Regions from separate parts of the Sus scrofa genome. Here all the other regions are linked to region 1. A link is a contact called in public HiChIP or PLAC-seq data. All regions are on one chromosome and are shown on one strand. The core of a region is the stretch at or near the end of the contact, and the rest is flanking DNA. Distances in the headings are between cores, read along the strand shown.

What was found. HiChIP or PLAC-seq counts read pairs in DNA pulled down with a chosen protein or histone mark.
Region 2: a contact with region 1 is called in an H3K27ac HiChIP or PLAC-seq map of alveolar macrophages. The contact joins the promoter of SMG1 here to the promoter of C3H16orf62 in region 1. A contact is called at or near these places in 1 of 5 promoter capture datasets (liver) and 1 of 2 datasets of contacts at active chromatin or transcription factors (alveolar macrophages).
Region 3: an H3K27ac HiChIP or PLAC-seq map of skeletal muscle shows a contact between it and region 1, with 7 times the contacts expected there. The contact joins the promoter of GPRC5B here to the promoter of C3H16orf62 in region 1. A contact is called at or near these places in 5 of 5 promoter capture datasets (fetal liver, fetal skeletal muscle, liver and 1 more), 17 of 47 Hi-C or Micro-C datasets (alveolar macrophages, embryonic fibroblasts, epiblast stem cells and 10 more) and 2 of 2 datasets of contacts at active chromatin or transcription factors (alveolar macrophages and skeletal muscle).

What each region holds. Positions count from the first base shown.
Region 1 is chr3:26,155,501-26,159,258 of Sscrofa11.1, forward strand. It overlaps C3H16orf62 (UPF0505 protein C16orf62 homolog), which reads right to left and starts at 1,837. Exons shown (of 31, transcript XM_021086527.1): 1 at 1,460-1,837. The coding sequence starts at 1,548.
Region 2 is chr3:26,652,072-26,655,829 of Sscrofa11.1, forward strand. It overlaps SMG1 (serine/threonine-protein kinase SMG1), which reads left to right and starts at 1,748. Exons shown (of 63, transcript XM_021086548.1): 1 at 1,748-2,195. The coding sequence starts at 2,107.
Region 3 is chr3:25,868,695-25,872,452 of Sscrofa11.1, forward strand. It overlaps GPRC5B (G-protein coupled receptor family C group 5 member B), which reads left to right and starts at 1,675. Exons shown (of 4, transcript XM_021086531.1): 1 at 1,675-1,861.

The DNA.
Region 1 (3,758 bases), core at 587-3,086:
TTCTCATTCATTCAATAAATATTACTCTACACCTACTATCTGCCAAGCTCCATGCCAGACACTGGAGATACAAGCATGCCTAAAACTCAGTCCCTTTAACTTTACGGAGCATCAAGTCTAGTGGGAGAACTGAACCATGAACATGAGTGACCTCAGACAGAAATGTTTAGAGCCAGACTAGGAACTGTAGAGACCCCAGGTGCTAAAAGGCTTATGGTACCTCTCTCTGTAAAAATACCAAAGGTAAAAATGTCCTGGAATTAAACAGCATCTTCCTTGATTTTCTGATTTTAAAATTCCAGATCAGTTCGCTGAAGCCAGATGTTTTGGCATTTAAGCCTTAGTGATTCTCTAAAAGGTACTTTGCAGGACTGGGTCAAAGAAAATTCAGGGCAGGGCTTACAAACACTCGGAGGCATCCAATCCTGACCTGGTGTATCAAAGTTTTTGAAGGAAGACTCTTAAAAGGGTTAGCCAGGTGAAGTGAACATGAGGAAGACAGCTGTTTATCAAACATAAAACCAAAAGGATGTATTTCTAAAGTCTAGGGCTGTATATTTTTTCATTTGCTCACTCATTCGTTCAATGTAAACCACTTCACATCTCTTGCAGAAAAAGATCAGAATACAATCTCCCTTCCTGAGATGTAGCAGAGAGCTCACGTCGCCAGATAATCCTACTGCTACCATCACAACTTACTCCAGTTCTTCACACGCTGGTAGAAACAGCTGGAGCCTGAAGCACCCAGCTCCTAGCTACTCCAGCCACAAAAGCCCCAACAGGCACATCAGCCTTGGCACCCGCAGTTAGTTAGCTCCTTCTAACTGGGATGAGCTTCTGTTCATCCTCCAAAACCCAATTGAAGACTCTTCCTCTCCCAAGCCTTCCCTAAGGCGCCAGGTGTGGTTGTGCCTCGTCCCGGTGCCTTCTTTGGATATCTTTCTATTCTGGGTACCTGCCCCTACTAAACTCTCAGCTCCCTTAAGCCAAAGGAGTATGTCTGAGGGCTCTGCATCCTCAGTGCCCGCTGCAAGGCGCTGCACAGAGCAGGATGCACGGCAGCCCTTTTACAGATGAGAAAAGGAAGTCTGCCCCAGCTGAACCGAGTCGTTCAGGAAATAGCCAAGTCTCCCATTCTCTGCATCCAGCGCCCCAGAACCCGCGCCGACTTCTGGAAAAGCAGAAGCTGGGGAAGTTGTTTTTTTAGGGAATGAATGGAGAAGGGAGAGTGGGAGGCCGGGGGAGGGGTAGCGGGAGAAAGAACTAAGATCCCACCCGTCCGGTTCAGGGGGTTTCTCTGAAGCCAAGTAGCGGCGGGGGATCTGAGGTCAAGACAACCCAGGGGTGCGGTGGGAGCCGCCACCAAACCCCATAGAGAGCAGTTCACACACTCCCTCGCAGAGACACACACTGAGACAGAGACCCTGCCCCTGAAGCCCACCCGCCGCTTCTTCCTTACCAGGGAAAGGTGGCCATCTTCCCAGTCACATGACAGCTAGTTCGGGGACCGCCAGCCCAATTTGCCCTTCCAGACCCCGCCCCCTCCATGCCGCCATGATTGTGAAGGGCGGACACCCTCCCTCTAAGCACGAGCTGCCCGCCCCTCTCCGGCCGCCATGATTGTGAGGGGCAGCGTCGGCCCAGTAGGCTGTCGCAGCGCTGGCCTGCGTCGGGAGTGTGAGTGGCAGGCGGCTGCCTGACCCCCCGGGACCCCCTGGAGGCGGTGAAGAATCCAGACACGCGGGGGTATCGGACGCTAACTGCGGCTGGGGGTGGAAAGGGGGTGTTTGGGACCCAGTCGGCGCGAGCTTTCGCGGCTAATTCGCAGTTTGACCCGGTAAGCCACGCCCCTTCCCCGGGCCACCGCGTCCCCCTCTGTGCACTGCGGAAGTTAGGCATTTCCGGTATCCTCCTCTTGGGTCCTTAAGGGCTTCCCTGGATCATAGTGTGACAGCTCTCAACTGGAACTAAACTGGAGAAAGCAGAGGTCACCTTTCCTCCGTCTTGGCGAAGCCCTGCGTTTCTATGAAGGTGGATGTTCATTTCCGCTGCAGAACTTCTGTGCTCCAGTGTTTTCTCTGATTAAAAAATAACTACACTGAGCACCTTGCATTCACTCTTCATGTGCTCCTCACTGCAAACCTCTGAAGTAAAAGCGATTATCACCTGTTTCGGCTGGTAGGCGCCCAGCCCGGGTTGGTTAACAGCTAATCACAAAGCAGCATCTTATCCTCACTTTTTTTGTTTCCCTTTTCAAGTGTCTTTTCTGACAAAAAAAGAGGTTGGAAAACCACATTCTTTTGAGTGTCTTTGAGGACGCCCTCCCCAGGAAAAGACAATAGAATAATACACACTTAAACCTGTAATGGAATGTGTTGTTTATCACGCTGAATCCTAGTTTCTTCATCTGTGAAATCAGGATAATTCTGACGGAAGTGAAGGGAGATACATATAAAATGGCCGGCAAATGGTCAGTACTCACTGGAAGCAGTACGTGACTAGGTAAGCTTAGATCACATCGTGCCTTCTGTGACCTTCCTGTTTTCAGAGCTCTGTCTGTCCACAGCAAGAGACTGACTCTGCAGTAGATCATAAAGTAGGGCTTCTCTCCTTTGAACTGCACAGGCTCATCTGGGGATCTTGTTCCATGCAGGGTCTGATTCAGGTCTGGGCCAGGACCTGGGCTTCTGCATTTCTTACAGGTTTCCAGGTGGCCCTGCTGCTGGTCTCTGGATACAGAAGGGACTGTGGTAGTTTTAGGTGGTAAGGGGGCGGGGTAGGGTAACTCAGGATTCATATTCAACCATGCCCACTGAATCCAAGCCCTGTACAGCATGTCTACTATGCACAGATAAGGGGAAGTTACCCTGAAACACTAAAGTTAGGGGAAGGGTGAATAAGGGATTTTCCCCACCATAGGCTGAGAAGCAGAATCACAGTTCTGGTGGCACCTTTGTCAGCCACCTCAAGAAACTGAATTTCGAACCAGAGAAACTGACCAAAATGTAATCAATTAAATAAATAAAAACGTAATATTTTACTGTCAGGCATAATTTTGGTTAGACACCATAGCTGTCCTCAGAGCTGTCTTTAGAACCTAACCAACGTGGCTCCACTGCACCGTATTCCAATCTGATTTGCTGTATTCTGTGACTGGGTCTCCTTTGGTTTGTTGTTGGGTTTTTGGTTTTTTTTTTTTTGTTTTGTTTTTGTCTTTTTTGTGGGGGGGGGGGCTTTTTTAGGGCTGCTCCCGCAGCATATGGAGATTCCCAGGCTAGAGGTCTAATCGGAGCTACAGCTGCCAGTCTATACCACAGCCACAGCAACGCCAGATCCAAGCCTCGTCTGTGACCTACACCACAGCTCATGGCAATGCCAGATTCCCCCACCCACTGAGCAAGGCTAGGGACCGAACCCACAACCTCATGGTTCCTAGTTGGATTCGTTCACCACTGAGCCATGATGGGAACTCCTGGGTCTCCTTTGGTTTTTACAATTACTTTTATAACCTGTATGTATGCACACTATGGTCTGTTAGAGCATCCAACTTCATTTGCTTATTGAATAACTATTATTCTTCACTGGGGGGAGAAGGGGGATTGTATGGGTTTGTTCACAGGACAGTGACACCTAACAGAAAAAAAAAAAAAAAAGACCTTCATCTCCAGCATGGGCCCTTGTTTTCAGCTCCGAATGATTAAGTTCCCAGTCATATTCATCATTCTCAATGTAGGACATCAATGAGAGTAAGGATGGCC
Region 2 (3,758 bases), core at 498-2,997, 500 kb after region 1:
TAGGGTCCCTTTCACAAATGGTAGGATCCTTCCTCACAGCAAGTATGGGCTACCCAGGGCACATTTCAGGATGGAGTGTATAACTGTGGGATGTATCCCTCTTCACTCAGGTTATTTAAAAAAAAATTTTTTTTTTTTTTTTTTTTTACACATGTGGGTGACCATGCTGGAGTCTAAACCTAGTGAGAATTTCTGTGTTGAGTCAAATAGCACCAGTTCGTAGAAGGAGCTTCTTGTTCCCTGAATGAGTCGAATTGGGGAGGGGAGAAAAGTACATATGAAAACCTAACTTTCCATCCTTTAGAACTAGCAAGAGCCTACAGTGTTGACGGACATAAGCAAGGAGCCCAAAGTTGAAGGGGGATGCATGTGGATCACCTCATAATCTCAAGTACTTTTGTAATTTAGTAACTTTTTTTTTTTTCTGCCTTTTTCTAGGGCCGCTCCTGCGGCATATGGAGGTTCCCAGGCTAGGGGTCAAATCAGAGCTGTAACCACTGGCCTACACCAGAGCCACAGCAACGCGGGATCCGAGCTGCGTCTGCAACCTACACCACAGCTCACGGCAACGCCGGATCCTTAACCCACTGAGCAAGTCCAGGGATCAACCCCGCAACCTTATGGTTCCTACTCGGGTCCGTTAACCACTGCGCCACAACGGGAATTCCATTGGTAACCATTTTTAATCACACAAGCAATATATGGGGACTTTGCAACATAGGGAATTTGCAACATAAAATAACGTAAGACCCTTTTGACTATCCTCCAGAGTTAATTCCTGTTACCTGTTCTGTGTGTGCGTGCGTGCGTGCGTGTGTGTGTGTTTGGCTGCACCTAGGGAAGCTCCGGGGCCAGGAATGGAACCTGCACCAAGCTGTAACTGAAGCCACAGCAATGACCTACTGAGCCACATGCTAACTCCCTGTTACCTGTTTGCTGTGCAGCTTGTTGACCTTTTCTCTTTGTATATGGCATCCACTTTATGTCTAAGATGCTTTAGTGAACTCTTTGGTGGGGGCCGTGGAAACGTCGCGGCGGAGGAGAAAGTGCTCAGGTTTGGCCCCCCCCCCCCCCCCCGCCCAATGCCACGCCACCCGCAAGACTCTTTGGAAGGGAAAGTAGCTGTTAACGGTGGGAGGATTTCAGAGCGTATTTCATGTTGCAGGGGACAAAGGTTGGTGCTCGTGAGTATTCCGCTTTCTTCCTCTATTTCGTTTTTTGTAATGGTAAGACATAAATGGTCAAGGTGTCGGGAATCTACGGGCACATTTCAGGTGGAGGCTGGGTAGATGAATGTTCACCCCCTCTGTTTTTTATTTTTACTTATTGCCGTACAAGGTGAGGAACGTGGGCGCGCGTGAACTCTAAGGACATGCATGTGTGTCTGCGCGCGCCACCGCAAGGGCACCCCTGTATCTTGAGCGGAAGCCTGTTTACACCTGACTGCCCCGCCCTCTGGGGGTCAGGTGCTTTCCCGGGGGTGTATAGGAGAGCGTGCGCGTGGAGATGGTGACGGAGAACCCCCTCTCCCGTGATCCCCCGCGGCGGGGCCGGACCTCCGCGCGGTCCGCGAAGACTGGAAGCGAGCGCGGGGCGCGGAGAGGGCGGTCCACTTGCTGAGTCCGGCCCCGCCCACATGCCCCGCCCCTCGGTCCCGGCCCCGCCCCTCCACCCCGGCCCGGCGGGCGCCGGCACCGCCTCTCGCTCCCAGCATGCCGTGCGGCAGCGGCGGCGCGGCGGGCGGAGCCGGGAGGCGGGGAACCCGTGGCTGTGTGAGCGTGAGGAGCAGCCGCCACCGCCTCCTCCTCCCTGTCCTCCTCCTCCTGGGCCCCGGCGTCGCGGGCCGCGCACGGCCCTGGAAGAGACGTCGCCTCCCCTTCCTCCGCCTCCCTCTCGCCGCGCCGCTCCCGCCTCCTCGTCCTGCGCTGCGGGCTCAGGCGGAACCCGGAACGGCCGTCCGCCTCCCCCGCCCTCCGCCGCCTCCTCCTCCTTCTCGGCTTCCTCCTCAGCCCGGGGCCGGAGCGGAGTGTCGGCAGCGGCCGGTTCGGGCGGCGACTCGCGCTTCTTCGGGCGGCGGCGCTTGGCCATGTCGTGTCGGGGAAGGTAATGAGCCGCAGAGCCCCGGGGTCTCGGCTGAGCAGCGGCGGCGGCGGCGGCACCAAGTACCCGCGGAGCTGGAATGACTGGCAACCCAGGTGGGTGAGCCGGCGGCCAGCTCGCCACCCCGACCCCGGGCCTCGCCTCGGGCGGGCCGAGGCCTAGGGCCGCCGGGCTGGGAGGCGCGGCCTAGGCTCTCCACCCCCCCAGGAACCGGGCGCGGCTTCCTGGGTTCCCTCCCGCCCCGGCTGGGGAAGGAAGGCCGCTGGGAGGCGAGGCCTAAATGCTTCCCCTCTCCCTGCATTTCAGCCTCAGGGCTGGAGCCAGACCCTGGGCGCCGGGAGAAGGAACTGGCCTAGGAATTGGGTGAAGGAAGGGAACCTGGTGTTGGTTGTTTTTTTTTGTTTGTTTTTTGTTTTTTTTTACTTGCCGCCTTCCCCTTAAGTTGGTATATGAGTTGGGGGATCCTGGGAGTACAGGACCCTCTCCGCCACCCATTCACTTTCCTATCTCTCCGCCTCTCAGCCCCCACGTGAAAAGACCTCCTTAACTTTGATCTTTTCTGTGACCTCCCACGTGTTAATATTTAAAAAACAGCCACGCTCCAGGGCCTTACTCTGACTTTAGGCAGGCTCGTTGTGGGGCATGAGAGGAGATTGTGACAGTGTTAATGGGGCCAACCGACTCTGGTCCTGGAAAATGTTTCCCACAAGTGCAGGGGGCAGCTACTTTGGCGGAGAGCAGTTCATGCCTGGACACTTGAGCGGGCTTTCGCTTAGAAGAGTAAAGGGTTTGATTTCCGACAGGGGTCTCCTTGGAAATGAACATATTAAAGGGTACCGACTTTTTAAAGAAAATTAATTTTCGTTTCTTTCTGATTAATCATGGGGCAGTTGTACGTAATTTTGGACTGATTCTCATCTCTCTTACTCAATAAGTGCTTGTAATACTCAAGACTGTTTTGGAACTTAGCCCAGTGCCTAGAAGAATTCCCTAAATGTATATAACATTGTAGGGTTAGTTGTTTCATGGAGGTCTCGCACTTTGAGCCTCTTGCATTATGATTGTCCAGGAACTGGCCAGAGAAATGTTAGACACACATTGTTGGGATGACTTTTAATTTCCTGATGGCTGCATGCAATTCCAGCAATGTTTGGAAATAATTTGGAAAGATAGTAGAATGTAACGCCCTACGACTTGATAGAAAAACCAAAATAATCTTTTGGCTGATGAGTGATACACATTTCATTCTGTTTCATGTGTTTTTCCAGGTCTCCTGTCTGCTGAGAATTATGTATATAACAAAGTGACATTAAAAGCTTAGTTTAGAATTAAGATGTTAAGTAGTTTAAAATTTTTGAAAAGAAAAGCATAGTTGGACCTGTCCTTTACCGCTTAGGGTTTGTGAGTGCTTTAAATAAAATCAGTTGACTGGTTTTGATATTTTTATCTATAACTGGCATTTTTGGTTGTTGTGTATGTTCATTGAAATGTGTGAAATTTACTTCTTTTTCCCATCTAGTGAATTAGGTGATAAATGAGGTTGAATTGAACATCTGAGAGCTCTTTGACAGTAGATTTTCCATTATTTTTCGGTATTGTCAGCATGTGTAAACAATGTGCATGGTATCCCTTTAGAGGACTAAATAAAGTGCCCTTCT
Region 3 (3,758 bases), core at 425-2,924, 290 kb before region 1:
AACAGAATAACAGAGTAAAGGGTTGCTGGGAGCATTAAATATTTTAAAGAAAGTAAAGCAATTAGAATAGCGCCTGGCTCACAGTGAGCATAAGCTATCATGACGCAGATAATGGGTCCTTGGGTCCCTGAACTTTTGAGTGGGAGATAATAGCCTCCTTCATTTTCACCCTTTGCTTCCCAAAGTATCATCACCCAAAGATAAACTGATCATCACATCCAGGGTTCCTCTGTACAATGGGCTAGGGAAAGGAATATAACTGCAACTGTAATATTAATCAATTCACAGGAACAGCTTTCCCACGCCAGCTGATGGCTTGGAAAAGTGAATTTACTCAGGATTACAGAAGGAAAGAAAGGAATCTCGGCGTCAGTTCCACTAGACACCACAAGGGGGCGGTACCCATCCATGTTCCAGTTTTCCAGTTCCCGGACTCTGAGGAGGGGTCGTCTCGCAAATGTCTAAAGATCGTCTCCTGAGTGCCAGACCCTATTCCAGGCGCTGAGGATACGTCAGCCAATAAAACCGGGAATTTTTTGGTTTCGTGGTACTTCTCCATTTTTCCTTAAACTTAAGATGAGTTGTTTGGAAAGATGCAGGTCCGAATGGTACGTCGCCTGACCATAGAAAACCGCCTTGGCCTGGCCGCAGGCTCGAAGGTAGGGATGCGAATATCTGAAAGGTCAGTGCTCCCCAAAGATCAGGGTCTGCAGCTGTCCCCAGAAGGGAGTGTTATTCGGCAACCCACCTTCCTGCGTACCTCCCCCTGTTGTGTCTTGTAGGGCCAAGATGGGGGGGTGGGGTGGGGGCGTCTTATCCACAGCACAGAGGGGTCCTCAAAGTTCTGGGGACTTTGGAAGGAAGACCTGGGGAAGCTGGTCTGAAGCTGGAGAGCAGCTCCCAGGCCGGGTAGGCTCATGCTGACCTCGGACAGGAGCCAGACTCTGTGTCGAGGTCCCAGCCGCCCTGAACCACTTTCTTCGAGCAGGTCCCGTGGCTACCCCATGGGCGCGCGTCCCTCCTGTGCCCTGAGCGTCTGCGGAGTGCCAGGTGTGTGCGCAGGGAGATCGTGGACGAATGCGTGTGATGTGTGTGGCGGCGGTGGTGGGATCCTGAGCATGGACCCATGTGAGGAGTACTCCGTGGACGTTCGAGTATGTTTGGGGGCGGCCAAGGACGCGGGTGTAGGGCTCAGGATACGTGAAGGGACAAGAGTCCTTTGGGAGGGGCGAGGATTTAGAGTGTGCCCAGGCGGGAAGGGGCTGCCTGGTTGGATACTGGGGCATTTGTGACTTTGGAAGGAGCGCGGCGGAATCCTCTCTGCGCCCCGGCTCTTGCTGGGATATAGTGGGGAAGTCTCTGTTTAGGAAGCCACGTAGGAGAATGTGCTGAGCTGGGGGGCTCCGTGTGTGTGTTTCCGCAAGTACATCAACCTGCGGATGTGTCCGGCATGTCCAGACTGCTTATGGGCGCACTGTGGATATGCAGGGAGTATTCTCGAATCGGGGACGCTGCAGGGGGCTCGTCTCACAGCGCCGCCGGCCAAGAGCGAGGAGCTTGAGCGGAATTCAACTGGGAACAAGCAGCCCTGCGGCGGCCCCGCCGGGGGCGGGGCTCGGAGGCTCCGGGGGGCGGAGCTCCAGGGGGCGGGCCGGCTGGAGGGGCGGGGTCGTGGCGGCTGCAGCTGCGCTGGCCGGGCCAGGGGGCGCCTCGCGCGGCAGCGGCTCCTGAGTGCGATGCAGTGAGGCCGGACAGGCTGGCGGGCGGGCGCGCGCGGGGCTGGGGCCACGGCGGCGCTGCAGAGATGTGACTAGAGCCGAGGGCCAGCGGGAGCGTCGGCGCTTCGGGGCCGCGGGGGTCGGTGAGTGCGAGCGGCGCGGGTGGGGTGGAGGCGCTGCGGGGACCCCAGAAACTTTTCCCGCCCGGACTTGGGAGGGTTGAGGTGAGGTCTGCTTCTGTGCTAAGGCCCCCCAAGGGGTTAATCTGCTGGGTGAGATGGGGGATTGGAGGGGGGGACTACAGTGCCAAGAGAGAGAGGAGCCGCAGAGGGTGGGGTGGGGGGTTGGGACCTTTCGGGGGGAGGGGTGTACCCGGACCGGGAGGAGATCCAAGTCCCTGAGGAGGGTCCTGGGGCCACCAGAGGCAAAGGTCAACTGGGAATGTAAAGGAGCCCAGCCGTGCCCGGGTGATTTGTGAGGGCAGCCGCGGGCAGGTTTGGGGGCTGCGTGGCAAGCCGGTGGGCCCTGACCACACGCAGGGCAGACGGAGCTGGGGGCACAGGGGCCGAGCTTTGGGGTTGAGCTGCCGCACCTGCCGCAGGGGCTAGGGGCCAAGCTCCCAGCCGGCCGTGGCTGCGCACTACGGGACCAAGAGGGGGACACTGCAGGCCAAAAGAGGCAGAGCTGAGACCTGGGACCGGGGGACAATTGAGGGGCAGCTGCATACAATGGCGGGGGAGAGGGGTCGGCTAGCTTTTCTGTTCCAGCCTGGCTAGAGGTGAGCCAGCCCAGTGCTGCATCCCCACCCCTTGGCGGACACGGGGTTCCAGTCCTCTGCATCCCAGGTTCCTTACTGCTTGCACCCGCCTTGGCGGGCTGGGGGTGGGGTGGGAGGGAGCTGGTTAACTAGCCAGGGAGGGGGGTGCCGACCTTGCTCCGGAGGAGGACTCTAGCACAGCCGGAAGGTTCTTTCCCTAGCTCTGTCACTCCCAGGCCTCGCCAATACCACCTCCCACCCCCCACTCCGCAACTTGTCCCCAGTTCGCTAAGGGGCGGCTCCTTGGAGCGCGGACAAAGGCCCCTGGAGCGTGGCGGGCAGCGGCGTCCCCGCCTGGGGCCCCGGGCCACGCGCCACATTGGCTGCTCAACTGCACCAGGTTGGGGGGGGGCACCTGAGCAAAGAGAGCCCTGGAGGAACTGGGGATCCTTGCAAAGACTAGAGAAGTAGGGGAGGGACCTGGCACAAAAGCCTTGGAACTTCAGCGGAGGAATCTTGATTCGGAAGTTTCCCCAGGGGTGGGGGCTTTCGGGGGAATTCAGAGCTGGAGTGAAACTGCCAGCAAACGGCATGTAAATAGAATGCAAATCGGCATCTGTGGCTGGGGAGTCCTCCCCCCGGCGAATTTTGCATGGAGACTGTGGAGTTTCCTATTTGTTCCCTGCTGTCTGGACAGGGGTCAGCTGAGTTGGGAAGTGAAAAGATGGAAGGGGAGGGAGTCGCCATTTGGGACGCGGGCAGCAGCCAGACAAGCAGTCTTGTTAGAAAGAGAAGCTCCAAATCTTTATGGATTCATGTGTTATTTCAATAAATGCGCCAGCCGGATGTGCCCAAAGTGGGTCTGGGGCGCTACAGTGTACGAAATGGATAAACCCCTGCTCCTAGGGCCCTAGGGAGGTGGGTGAACCCTAAATAAGTAACTAAATTGTAAGTGGGTCGAACTTCCGATGGGGATAAGGGCTGCCGGGAAAATGAAACAGCGTGATGTACTATAGAGGGACAATGGTACCTGGACATAAGGGCAGACGGTTCAGGAGAGTGACATTTTGATGGAGCCCGGAGAGATGAGGGCCCTACGACCAGCGATCGTGGGGTCGGGGGAGACCGAACCAGGCAGAAGGCACTGCGAGTGCAAAAGCTTGGAAGTGGGAAAGAGCTTAGAGGAAGTGAACAAAGGCCATTGTGGCTGGAGCTCGTAGGCAGATGTGGAGAGTCGGGGGCGGCGAGGGGATGGTAGCGACCGGCCAGACGTTGATCTTCAT